Regions from separate parts of the Mus musculus genome. Here all the other regions are linked to region 1. A link is a contact called in public promoter capture Hi-C data. All regions are on one chromosome and are shown on one strand. Each heading gives the region's core, a stretch centred on a gene start, on an enhancer-like site or on the middle of the called end of the contact. The rest is flanking DNA. Distances are from core to core; before and after follow the strand shown. Region 1 overlaps Rad54b (RAD54 homolog B (S. cerevisiae)). Region 2 has its middle 5.3 kb from the start of Gm46844. Region 3 overlaps Tmem67 (transmembrane protein 67).

Region 1 (4,002 bases), core at 1,336-3,835:
GCAGTGCCATGCAACAGTGAGATGGGTATCTTGATAAAACATGAAGGCAAATTTAGACAGCCAAGAAGCAAAGCACAGCCTGGGCATGCAAGGTCCCAGCAGCCAATAGTTCACCCTTGAAAATCCCTTACGCTGTCTGCAATCACTGTAGGCTCCCTCTAGTTTAAGGATTAAAGTGATCCTGGGCAGCACAGGGTTGGTATTTATACCTTGCCCACTCTCCCAGAACGGCTGCTTCCAATGCCCTTAATCCGTGAAGCCTGTTACTACCTCCCCCTCTTACTGACAATGTGTGCATGTAGCTTTCCCTTATCCCTACCTTACCAAAATGGAAAACCCCACCAGGCACAGAATAATGCCAGCACTCTTGGCCATCAATTTCTATCACACAAACTACCCACTGATCTAAAGCTCACAGAAGAAAATCCCCGAACTTATGAGATAAAAATTTTAAAGAGTGCCCCTCCCAAAACCACCTAAGAATCATTAAAGGCCTGTCTCTGCTCTGCCCGCAGGCAGCCGGGGATCCTGAGGTCAGGTTACTCCCCTCCCCCAACTCCTCTGTCCTACTGAAACGTAGGTCTTTGTGTCCGCCCGCCCACACTCAGTGCAGTTGTATGTCTACCATCATCCTTCATCTCTCCTCAGGCTGACCATCACACCCAGCTTCATGTGGTGTGACTCTGACCTCTGGAGGGAAGACGATCGAAGGACTCATCAGGCTGTCGTGGAGGCACTAATGTTACAGAACCAGCTCGCAGCAGAAGCTCTGGACACCAAACCTTGGGTGAAGTCCTTTAGCTGGCACTGTCCCTCACTGGTGCTGAGAATTAACTACTGTTTATAAAGCTCTGAGTGGAGAGGGGATGGAGTTCGTGCCTCGTCCCTCCTGATCCCTGCCTTATGTGTTTGCTGATTTTAGTGTCCGTGTAAAACATTGAATGAGCACAGGTGCTTTCCTCCGTTCTCGGAGGCCTAGTAAGTCACAAACTCCATGGCTGTCTCGGGATCCCTTAATGAAATGCCAACTGAGGTAGAAATCTATCTGTTAAAACCTTAAGAAAACATAAGAGTAGTCTGTACACTGAAAAACCCTGGTCTTCTCCACAAAGTTTCCTAACGAAATTAATGTTGTAGTCTTACTGCAACCTCCACGAGTCAATCATGGCTCCACAACTGTCATCCCCAGTGGTCATGAACACCCTGCAAGTTAGCTGTACAGTGTGACCTGAAGCTTGGGTTTGAATTCTCACACTGGAAGGAGAACAAATCTCTCCACATGTAGAAAACATAGGCTACTAATATCCATATGGGAGATGCTGTGAAGATTAAACAGACAGTGAGTGGAAAGCACGCAGCAGAGCACTGGGTACAAAACCAGAGCCCAACACAACAGCTATTAACACACCATCATCACAGCTGTGCTTCTGGACGTTCATAGTGTCATCTTAATGCATAGTCCTACCTGGATATCAGTAGCTGGGTTCCAATCGATATCATAGAGAATTAAGTGAGATCCTCCAATGAGATTAAGTCCCACACCACCAGCTTTTGAACTTAATAAAAAAATAAAATCAGTAGAGTATTTACTATTGAAACTATCAACAATGTGCTGCCTTTGAGAGACTGGTGTTTGGCCATCAAGTCTTGCACAAGCATATCCATGACGCTTACATACTTCTTCTAGAACATTCAAGGTTTGTCTGTAGTTGGATACCAAAATCACTCTGTCAACCAAAAACAAAACGTCATTACATTATGTTTTAAAGCAGTAGCCTGGATTGTTTTCTATGTGAAGGACAATAGTAACCCTGATATCACAGTGGCAGCATTGAACAACTAACCACAGGGACTCCTCCCTTCTCCTTTGAAGTCCTTATCTAAACTTCCAGTCTTAAGATGCTAGAACAAAGACCTTGCCTCCCTCATCTCTGATGTCACCCTAAAAAGGAGCACAGTAAACAAAATACAAGAAAAAAAATTTCAAACTCTATCAAATAAACAAGGAAATGTTTATATGCAAAAGTAAAAGGAGAAAAGTAAGACAGGGGCTGGCTGCCTTAAAAGAGCAGCAGGAAAAGAAATAGACACAGAATGGGCTCCAGCAGCAATCAACACAGAGTGTTCACACCTCACAGCCTTTTCAGTGTTAATCGTGTGTGTGTGTGTGTGTGTGTGTGTGTGTGTGTGTGTGTGTGTGTGTGTGTACATACACACATGTTGAGTACAGGTCCCCACAGGGGCCAGAAGAGGATGTCAGATTCCCCTGCAGGGACCCGGTATGGGTTCTGGAAACCAAACTCAGGTCCTCTGGAAAGGAGTATGTTCTCAACCGCAGAGCAATCTCACCAGCCCAAACACTGTAAAATCTCACTGAGGCTCCTCAGAAGCAAAGACTGTAGAGCATCAGTACACAGAAGCCCAGGTCTCACCTCCATGTGACTAGAGGACTTGCAAAAATTGATTCTTTGGAGAAAGTAAAGCAAAGGCCCTAAGTCCCCGAGAGACTGTGGAGGCAGGGCAGGGACAGACGGCAGCAGAATGGCTAGACGCTGGCTTACTTCTCAGTGGGACGAAGTTCATGGATCACTGCCAGGAGCTTGACTAACACCTGTAGTTTTCCTGACTCTTCCTCAGAGAACTGCAGAGGGTTGTAGCCAGCAGGGAACACAGACAGCAAGCCTTGGCATAGATTTCTTTCTTCATTTTCCTCACAACTTGAGCTAAATTCTTTGCCCTGTTCAAATATGAGTTAATATGCGTTCACATTTACTGTTTTAATAAGTAAGGAGCAAAACTTACAGGGGATTTACTTCCAAGCCAACTGTGAAGGAAATCTTTGTAGGTCACAATTACCACTTTTCAAGCAGTCCCATGCTCCCTGCACAGTTCATAGGCCTTTCCAAAGCCCTGTCACTCCCCTATCAATATCCTCACTTCCTGTCACTCCCCTATCACTCCCTATCAATACCCTAACTCCCTGGCACTCCCCTATCAATACCCTCACTCCCTGTCACTCCCTATCAATACCCTCACTCCCTGTCACTCCCTATCAATACCCTCACTCCCTGGCACTTCCTATCAATACCCTCACTCCCTGGCATCCTCATCAATACTCTCTCTCCTTTTCACTGTCTCCTCTCCTACTACTTTTTCTCTTGATTTGTAAGTGGCTCATTACATTTTCCAGATGACAAACCAAAACTAGACAAGTTGCCTGAGTCATAAGTCATATCAGTTTCTTCATAAGAAGTAATGATGTCATCAAAAGGCTACTAGAGAAATCTTATAACACAGTGTGCTTATATAACTAGAATTTGTGGTGGAGGGATATGCTGGATATTGAACCCAGGGTCCCCATTTTAACTCCAATTACTTTTATTCCAAAATGATTATAGGCACCTCTGAAATTCTTTCTTTAAAATGCCTAGTTGACATAGAAATAGATGAATTTAGAGTGACCCTGATGACAACCCCTGTTGGGGTAAATGGTCAGGACTGGCGAGTCTCTCTCCTCTCCCAAGTTGAAGGATCCTCTCCTTTTCTGGAACTTTGTTAACCTACAGCACTGCCTGCCTGAAAGACTTCTTCCTTTTCTGCTGTTATCTCAGGTCGAAAAAGAACTGGGGGCCTGATGCAAAAATCATCGACTCATTCAGAGCCCTTTCCTCTTTCAGAGTCTCACCCTAGACACCAGGCTGGCCTGCAGCTCTCTATGAAGTCTAAACTGGCCTTGAACTCAGAGATCACCTGTCTCTGCTTCTTGAGTGCTGAAATTAAAGGCATGAGCCAACACTACTGGACAGGTTTGTTTTGGTTTGGTTTTTATGCACACTATATTCATCTTTGACCTTATTTACCTGAGCAGCTAACTACATTTTAAACTCCCCTTATATTCCTTTTTTAGTAGTACTGGACAAACCTTTCTGGGTACATATTTAATTGTAATTTGGCTTTCAACAAGGAAAAAACAATGCCTAGGTAAAGTCACTTGATTAAATA
Region 2 (4,291 bases), core at 1,458-3,957, 400 kb before region 1:
CTAAGTTCAAAGGCAAAAGGAAAATTTAACTTTAAGAATAACTCTTAGATTGGTTAATTTTTACAGAGAACGATTTTGATCCAAAACAAGCGGCACACACGGCTCAGTCAGGCCTTGTGGTTTGAATTTCATCTGTGGAATCCAAAAGGCAGAAGAGAATCAATTCCCACAAGTTGTTCTTTGATCTTTATACATACACAGGCATGTGTGATGCCTGATCACAAGTGCACTCACACACACACACACACACACACACACACACACACACATGCACGTGAGTGTGCATTCATGCACACATGTACACACTACAATGCCAAAACCATATGATAATGGCTCATCTATTTTGTATTTTAAAAAATAATGGACCATGGTTAAAGTAGTGGTGTATACACAGGAACATGTGAAGAAATACACAATGTAATATTCTGGTGAGTAACCTAGCAACCAGGAAATGTTCATAGAATTTCCAGTCAAGCGTTCATTGGGTGCTAGCATCCTAGCATGAGAATTAGTGCTGTATTAATGTCTTGTCATATGGCTCACACATAATGGATATCCAGACAAATATCAGTGCTCCTCAGCACAAGAAAAATGCAACATTCTATACACCCCCCTCCCTCCTTCATCCAGAAGTGCAGGCTACTTGGCACTTTGCCTCACAGAACAATCATGTGGGTTAGTTAAATGAAGGCTGGCCACATGAGGTCTGTCATATCCAGGTCTCTGTGACTTCCCCATGAAAGACACAATCACCTGGTTTTTTGCTGTTATTTGCTTGAAGCAATGGGAATGTTTAACATGAAGAGTGCTTCAATCTGTTTATGAAGGTCTGCCCTATACTTCCTGTGCTCTGTCTGTCTCTCAGGTGTGCTGATTTCCCCTCATAGTCTCTGGTATCAATTGCTCATGAAGGAAACTACTCTGTGTTCTTTTCAGTGTCCTGTCATCCTGTCCAAGTCAACATTCTGGAAGGACAACCTCCTTGGGATGCCTCCCCCACCCCATCCCTCAGACTGTTGGCTCTGCTGCCTTAGTTTTGGCTGTTGTTGCCATGAAAATCTCACCCCCCTCTCTCCTCCTGCCTGCTCCTCCTCTGTGAGGAGTTGCTGTGAGTTTGGAGTTGTCAAGACTTTCCCTCTCTCTAAGGCCTTACTCAGATGCTCTGGTTTCCCTTAGCTCTTCACTTTTTACTCCAGCTTTTTCTACCATCCCTAGCCCCCTTCTCACAATGTCACCCCCAATGTCACCTCTAAGACCCCTTTGCCACTGATGTCATGTCTATACTCCAGACTGACTTCTGTTGTCACGAAGTTTCCCTAAAGTGCTCTCTGGGTCAGCACTCTTGAGACGAGGAAGTGCCCTGCTTCCCTGTTGGCACACTCTGCTGCATATACACATGTCACTGACAGCAACAACAGCTGCTCCTGTGACTGAGCCGTCATGAGTCAGGCCTGGGACAAACACTGTATTCATCGAATATCACAGCTTCTCACAACATTGCTACAGAGTGGGTATTAAGCTCTCTGTACAGATGAGGGAACAATGGGAGCATGTGTTTTAATGGCTCATCCAAGATTTCCAGTTAGAATAAGGCAGAGGTTTGACTACACTTCTCCTGATGCAAGTGTTAAGGCTACGCTGCTTTCCAAAGGCGTGAGCTTCCAGTTCTTGGTCTAACGTTCATGGAATCTTCTGTTCTAAACTAACTGATTGGTGTTCTGTAGTAGGTGCCGTCTACTTCGGAAGGGCCAATCTCTGCCCCTCACATAGCCCATGCTAACCCTGTCCTCTCCACCTTTTCCTCAGCGGAGTCTCACCCTAGGAATGTGTTTGCCCTTAACTGCTGTTGATATAAAAATCACTGATTCTTAGAGGTCCTGAGAACGTTCAACCTCCAACACAGATTGCTCTCCAACCAGTGGGTGAGTATCCCCATTTTTATTTATGGTCACTGGGCTGGAGAGCAGGCTTAGTGGCCAAGAGCACTACTGCTCTTACAGTGGACTTCTGTTTAGTTCCCAGCCCCCACATCTTACAACCATCTACAACTCCAGTTCCAGAGGGAATCTGATGCCCTCTTCTGGCCTCCATGGGTACTGCACATACACATGGAGACCAAACATTTGTTGATATAAAATTAAAATAACCTTTACAAACTTTTTTTTTAATTTACCATCAGTATTCTGTAACTTAGTTTAATCTCTCCAGTTGGACATGAAATTGGAGCAGGTAGAAAAGATTATGTAATTGCTCTACAGATCCACAGAACTGTTAGGATTCTAATCTGGGATCTGGAGCTGTGGGACCAGAGATGCTATTTGTCCTGCCTGAAACTGAGTTTACTCCTCTGTAAAAGATAAGAGTCCTTGTTTGGCAAAGTTGTTACACCTATTTTATGAGATAAAGACTCAGAAAGCTCTTTCTGGGACCAGCCCTGTGCTTCCTAAGTGCCCGTGAGTTTCCCTTCCTGTTTGAGGGTTGGGCTATGACTCAGACTTTAAGAACTATAATAAGGATGTAGCATGTGTTTTCAGTTGTATAACAGGGTATTGAGTTACATTGAAAAAAGTAGGAGAAAAATATCCCGTGTGCAGAACCCATTTATCACTTTGGTAGAGAGAGTAGATTTGTGAAGTATCTGAGCTGAGAGTGCTTGGGAGAGAATAGACTCAAGCAGACATGTGCGCATGCGTCCTCCTGGAAGCCCGGAGCTGGAAGCCAAACGAGCATCTGCTGGTGGATGACGGATAAACAAACTGTGGAGTGTGCAAACAGCAGACTCCTTCAGCCTCCAACAGACAAGAGACCACAGTATATAATGCATACATGGACAAATGTTGAAGACGTATGTCTCATGCACAGAGTCACTGACAAAAGGATAAGCGATGTATATATAACACCCCTGGGCGCCTCGGGTAGTTAGATACACAGAAAGGGAAAGGAGAAAGATGACTTCCAGGCATCAGGGAGGAGAGCGACGGGAAGTCACTGTTTAATGGGAGCCAAGTTTATTTGGGGTTAAAAGATGATTCCAACTGCACCTCGCTGTGAGTGTTTAACGCTCGTGACCTGTGCACCCACGTCAGCAGCAGGATAACATTTTATGCTATGCATATTTTGTCCTAATGAGCAGAAATCTTGAAAAGAAGAAAGAGGCAAAGAGAATGGGACTCTTCCAGATTTCCACTCAGAGGCAAGAATGCACCTCCATTCCCATCCCCAACCCCCCAGTAAACAGATTCCTGGGGACTCAAAGGACACACTATAGCTGTGTTTGTCATTGCTTCATCAGTCTGGCTAGTTCAAAGTACAGGTGACACAGGAAACAAAAACCCAACTGCCTTATGCTCGTAAGCAGATTTACTGGCTGACGTAACTAAAAGAGACTGTGACTTCCAAACTTTAACAAGTATTGGAGTCTTTTACTCAGTTCATAGGAACACAGGTGGCTGGAGCCTGCTCCCGAGTTTCTAGTAAGGCAAGATTGGGGTGGGGCCTGAGAATTTGTCTCTAGCTGCTGCTGCATTGCTGGATTGCACTGAGAACCACATTTCTCGCACACTCAGACACCTTCTATGTCCTCAGGGCTCAGACACTGGTGCCCTCCACACTCTGATGCTTCCTTCAACCTGTCAATCCGTACTTGTCTTCAGGTAGATCTTCCCCATGATCATGATGTCTACCCTGAGAGGAGTCTCTTTCATGCATGGTGTGTGGTTAGCAAGCCAAATGCCAGCATTTCGAGAGCAATACTAACTGGATCTCTTTTGAGTGGATTTCTCTCACAATCCCATCACACTGGCTGGGTGTGGGTTGTATGGATTGGTTAGTAGGTACTGCTAAGGCTGTGGTGGCTCCAGCTTCCTTGGAATCAATTATGTAACTCCCAAGAGGAAGTGAGAAAAGGAAGCATGTCAAGGAACAGTCTTTTCCAGAAGAAAGGATGTCTGAGATAGGGAGAGAATACACCACAATGCATGCTGGGGTGGGGGGTGTCAAACGACCCTTAAGCCAGTGAACAGGGCTGGCATATAGTTCAAGGTTTAAAAATGTTTGTGGTACATCTTACTTTTGCTTCTTATTGCTGAGGTACAATATCCTAACAAAAGCAACTTAAAGGAGAAAGGGTTTAGTTCTTTCATGATTCCAATACAGTCCATCATTGTGGGGAAGTCAAGAGGCTAGGCATGCAGCATCCACAGACAAGAGAGTTAATGAGTGCCCGCTAGTGCTCAGAACGCCCCTTCCTGTTCATCTGGTGCCCCGCCCACCATGTGAAATGGCTCCATTC
Region 3 (4,028 bases), core at 1,101-3,600, 450 kb before region 1:
TGAGGGACAACAGGGTTCTTTCCAGCTTCTGGCTATTATAAATAAGGCTGCTATGAACATAGCGGAGGAGCATGTGTCCTTATTACAAGTTGGAATATCTTCTGCGTATATGCCCAGGAGCGGTATTGCTGGTAGTACTATGTCAAATTTTCTGAGGAACTGCCAAACTGATTTCCAGAGTGGTTGTACAAGCTTACAATCCCACCAGCAATGGAGGAGTGTTCCTCTTTCTCTACATCCTTGCCACCATCTGCTGTCACCTGAATTTTTGATCTTAGCCATTCTGACTGCTATGAGGTGGAATCTCAAGGTTGTTTTGCTTTGCATTTCCCTGACGATTAAGGGTGTGTAGTTTTAAAAACACACTACCACCTTTGCCCATGAGCTGCTGTGCTACCAGCCCCTCCCAGCTCCCTGGCTCCCTTTTGTTCCACCTGGCTTAGCTCTAGGATGGCCGTTGCCAAGCCTAACCTAGCCTCTCTTCTCTACCTGCCTCCGGGTCCAGGGTCTCACCACCAGCTTCCACTCAAGATCCTTGAGTCCACAGATAAAAGACACATAGATAGCTCTGTTACTTTACAATTTGCCCACTAGGCACAATTACTGGGTGCAAATATCTCCTGCCTGGAAATACATGCCCTTACCGTTTTAGTATCTCTGTCTCTCCAGTAGTGGCTTGCTCCAAGTAGCCCTGCCAAGCATCTTTAGCCACCCGCATGTAGCAGAGGCCACAGGTCCTAGGTGTCCTTGAGGCCTTACATGATTGCAGCATCTTCTTTACTCTAAAGCATGGCAGAAAAGCCCCTTCTCTCCTTCTCCACCTCTTCTTTTCTTCTTGGAACCCAGATGTCCCTCCTGTACGTTTTGCCCAACAATTGGCTCCCGGCCTTCTTTATTGACAAATCAAGACCCAATTACGGAACTAGACCTTAGAATCAGAACCTCCCCTTACACATCCCTATCTCCAAACTTTCCTTTCTCCTTCCTGTCATGACTTTCTTTCACTTTGACATTACAGTATGGTACAAAAGAATATTATGAGCCATTTAACATTTGTAAGATCCTTGGTAGTATATAAAAACATTTTAACATCTTGTATATGCATACACAGAGAACAAAACCACAGTGAACAGTGCCTTCATGAGAAATTCATTGGAAGAAACATTTTTATTATTGATTAATATTGGACAGTTGTGCCAGAGATTATTTTTGTTTATATCCTATAATTTCCAAGTTTTCTACCATGAACATGAATTTTATGATCAGACATGACTTATAGGGTGTTTTGTCATCTTTTTATAACAATGTGGACTACAAGAAGGGAGACTCTGGCGATGTGCTCATCATTCTCTCAATGATGTCCCATTCAATTCGTGAAACAATTGTGTGAGGAACTTGGTGTCTGTGCATCCATGGGACTCAGTAATATTAGGTTATTTCCAAAACAGTTGCATCAGGTAATTAGGTGTAAAGCCATAATTACTGCAGTCTAACTGACCGTTATGCACAAAAGTAGTTCATAGCTCAGTAACGACACTAGCTATATAGGCAAAGAATGGCAGAGTCTATGATACTCAAGGCTTACAGTGAACAGAAGTTGGATGGAACATAGTAAGCAAGGAATTTATGAAGAACCCACACTTGTAGTGTTGGGAAGCTAGGAGGGCCTAACACATACATGGTAAGGAACTGTACTGGGTTGGTATGAACACATGAGTATAGACTGGTAGGGAACAGTCAGAGATGAGCTTAGCCCTCATGAAGGGAGCCAGTCATATGCATGATTATACAAAACATGATTATACAGGAAAAACAAACAAACAAGAAAAAAACCTGTTCTTCACCCCAAAGGACAACACTGGTTTTAAGCCTCTTCTTTGATATGTACTTAGTGTTGGAAGTGAAAGCCAATCTCCTCATGTAGATTAAAAACAGAAAAATTCTTTACTGGTTGCCTTTTTTTTCTTTCTTTTTTTGAGTAGTACTTTTAGAAATTTATATTTTGGAAATCTCTTGAAAGTACATGCAAATAATATAAAGACACTTTATAAAATTAAGAAAAGACATGTTTAACATGCTTTCTAATTTTGATTTGTGGTGTGTTTATTTTTATTTTACTTCCTAGTGTGAAATCTCTCTCTCTAAACTCCTGGTTGACTTCAGCAGCCCTGTATTTTATGATGTTTACCTCGAATACACTGATGAAGAGCAGCACCGTTACCTTTGGCCTATCCCAGTGTTAAACCTAAATCTTCAACACAACAAACTGTTTGTGAACCAAGGTAAGACATTCGCCCCTGCTTTCTCAGAGCTGAATCAATAACGGAAACCAATATGATCATTTCAGGAAACCGGGGGTGATGTGCAACTTTATACACATGAGCCAAGGTACAAGGTACATCAAGCTATCTCTGTAGCTTTAGGACATTTATTAATTTGATTTTTCAGTACTTTAAGACATCATACCCTTGCTGAGAGTATATCCCTAGGAAAATAAGTAGAATTATGAATTGAAACTTTTTTCTTTTTCCTGTTTCTGACCCTCTTTTGGGACAAACTAATTTCTTTTGTTGTTACCCATGCTATAAAATGTGACCTAGGCAGGGAGCAGAGATGGCTGACAATTTCCTACAGGAGTAGCCCTTAGTGCTCATCTCACATAAAACAAAGGTCTAGGTTTTAATATTGATTTCTTAACTAAGTGTTGTGAGTGCCATCATAAGCATTTTGAAGGTAGCTTTCCTAATGTCACTCTTTCCTTTTTTTCTTTTTTTCTTTTTTTTTTTAATAATGAAAGACAGTAGCTCCAGCAAGTGGCTTCTGACTCGGCGCATTTTCTTAGTGGATGCAGTAAGTGGGCGAGAAAATGACCTAGGAAATCAGCCAAGAGTAATTCGAGTTGCTACCCAGATTTCACTGAGGTAAAAAACTACCTAATGACTAAGTAGAATTGGGAGTATGTGAGGAAGGTATTTACTAGTTGTTATCAGACTGAAGCAATAGGTAGAACCGAGCTGAAGCAACACCTAAGCTTTCCTGTAAGATGAGTAGATTGGCAGAGTCCAATAAAGGTTAAGGGCTAAAGCAGAAAACTGATAGCAGCCACTCTCAGGAGTTTGTGCAGATTCATGTTGTTGGCTTCTCTATTGCTAGGGAATTACAGTAGGCTGAGAGAGGACGGGAGGGAATATCAGTGGCTGCCATGGTACTGTAGTAAGAGCTTAGGAAAGAGTGTGCTCAGCCTCTCTAACCCCGTTTCCTTCCGTGGCTCTCTGTCTAAAATCTTGAGTCTAGATTGACCCAGGTTAGCCAGCATCCCCCTCATTCTAAATACCCCACCTTAGCATGCCACCATGCAGCCTGTGTTCTCTTTTCCATGTAATAGTAAGATCTTGATTGAACCCCCACTCCACCATGTTGTAATGTATGCTGTGAACACATTAACTTTACACGGGAAGCACTTCATGTGCTCATCATTTTCTCGCTGTTCGTTTGGTCTCATGGCAGTTGTATGAGTTGGGCACTGTGGGAGCTTTCCCGTACTTCATGTTAACACCCATGTGCACTGTGCTTCACCATGGGCTCAGTCTGCCAGAGTAGAATTCCTAATAAAGATGAAATCAAACCTAATCAGGGTAGGCTTGTCCTTGGTGAGGCCATGCTGGCATTTTTCTTTTTGGGCTCACTAACTCTATGGTACTAATACTCTGTAGTTGCCAAGTTATACTGAAACAAAACTAAATGTAACATGTGTTTTGGTAAAAATTCATCTTTCTTATCTGAAAATCCACACTTTATCTGCTTTTGTTTAGGTGTCATGTAGTATAGCTCTTTCTGATGTTCCTGAAGTGTGTTTCATAGTGCTTCTGTTATTTCATATGTACATCTCAGAGCCTAGATCTTGTCTCCTGGGGTATACTTTAGTATTAAAGTTTTTAACCAATGAGAATGAACTATGGTTTAACTCTTAGCTTATACAGAGCCTCCTCTAGTCCTTACTAAAACATGAAGACAGTCTATACAAATTA

The links. Promoter capture Hi-C pulls out the DNA fragments that hold promoters and counts their contacts.
Region 2: a contact with region 1 is called in a promoter capture Hi-C map of liver, with 3 times the contacts expected there. The contact joins two enhancer-like sites. A contact is called at or near these places in 11 of 39 promoter capture datasets (the C10 cell line, the HPC-7 cell line, cranial neural crest and 7 more), 2 of 15 datasets of contacts at CTCF or cohesin (large pre-B cells and pro-B cells), 21 of 484 Hi-C or Micro-C datasets (B cells, LSK cells, the Patski cell line and 12 more), 4 of 115 datasets of contacts at active chromatin or transcription factors (embryonic stem cells, heart atrium, microglia and 1 more) and 3 of 9 other capture datasets (adipose tissue, embryonic stem cells and liver).
Region 3: a contact with region 1 is called in a promoter capture Hi-C map of liver. The contact joins two enhancer-like sites. A contact is called at or near these places in 9 of 39 promoter capture datasets (the C10 cell line, the HPC-7 cell line, cranial neural crest and 6 more), 1 of 15 datasets of contacts at CTCF or cohesin (CD8 T cells), 1 of 484 Hi-C or Micro-C datasets (cortical neurons), 1 of 115 datasets of contacts at active chromatin or transcription factors (fibro-adipogenic progenitors) and 1 of 9 other capture datasets (embryonic stem cells).

What each region holds. Positions count from the first base shown.
Region 1 is chr4:11,608,029-11,612,030 of GRCm38.p6, reverse strand. Rad54b (RAD54 homolog B (S. cerevisiae)) reads right to left here. Exons shown (of 15, transcript NM_001039556.3): 11 at 2,562-2,737; 12 at 1,466-1,727. Gm11832 (predicted gene 11832) reads left to right here. Exons shown (of 3, transcript NR_166636.1): 3 at 649-893. Among named protein-coding and RNA genes, the nearest start is that of Gm11832, 5.0 kb to the left of the region's middle. Within about 2 kb of position 2,585, at least 33 of the 459 cell types and tissues checked have an H3K27ac peak or open chromatin away from gene starts, as enhancers often do. A contact at or near this core is called in liver, where this site is marked.
Region 2 is chr4:12,006,482-12,010,772 of GRCm38.p6, reverse strand. No RefSeq gene overlaps it. Among named protein-coding and RNA genes, the nearest start is that of Gm46844, 5.3 kb to the left of the region's middle. Within about 2 kb of position 2,707, at least 151 of the 459 cell types and tissues checked have an H3K27ac peak or open chromatin away from gene starts, as enhancers often do. A contact at or near this core is called in liver, where this site is marked.
Region 3 is chr4:12,061,928-12,065,955 of GRCm38.p6, reverse strand. It overlaps Tmem67 (transmembrane protein 67), which reads left to right. Exons shown (of 28, transcript NM_177861.5): 12 at 2,126-2,282; 13 at 2,798-2,921. Among named protein-coding and RNA genes, the nearest start is that of Gm52723, 17 kb to the right of the region's middle. Within about 2 kb of position 2,350, at least 1 of the 459 cell types and tissues checked has an H3K27ac peak or open chromatin away from gene starts, as enhancers often do. A contact at or near this core is called in liver, where this site is marked.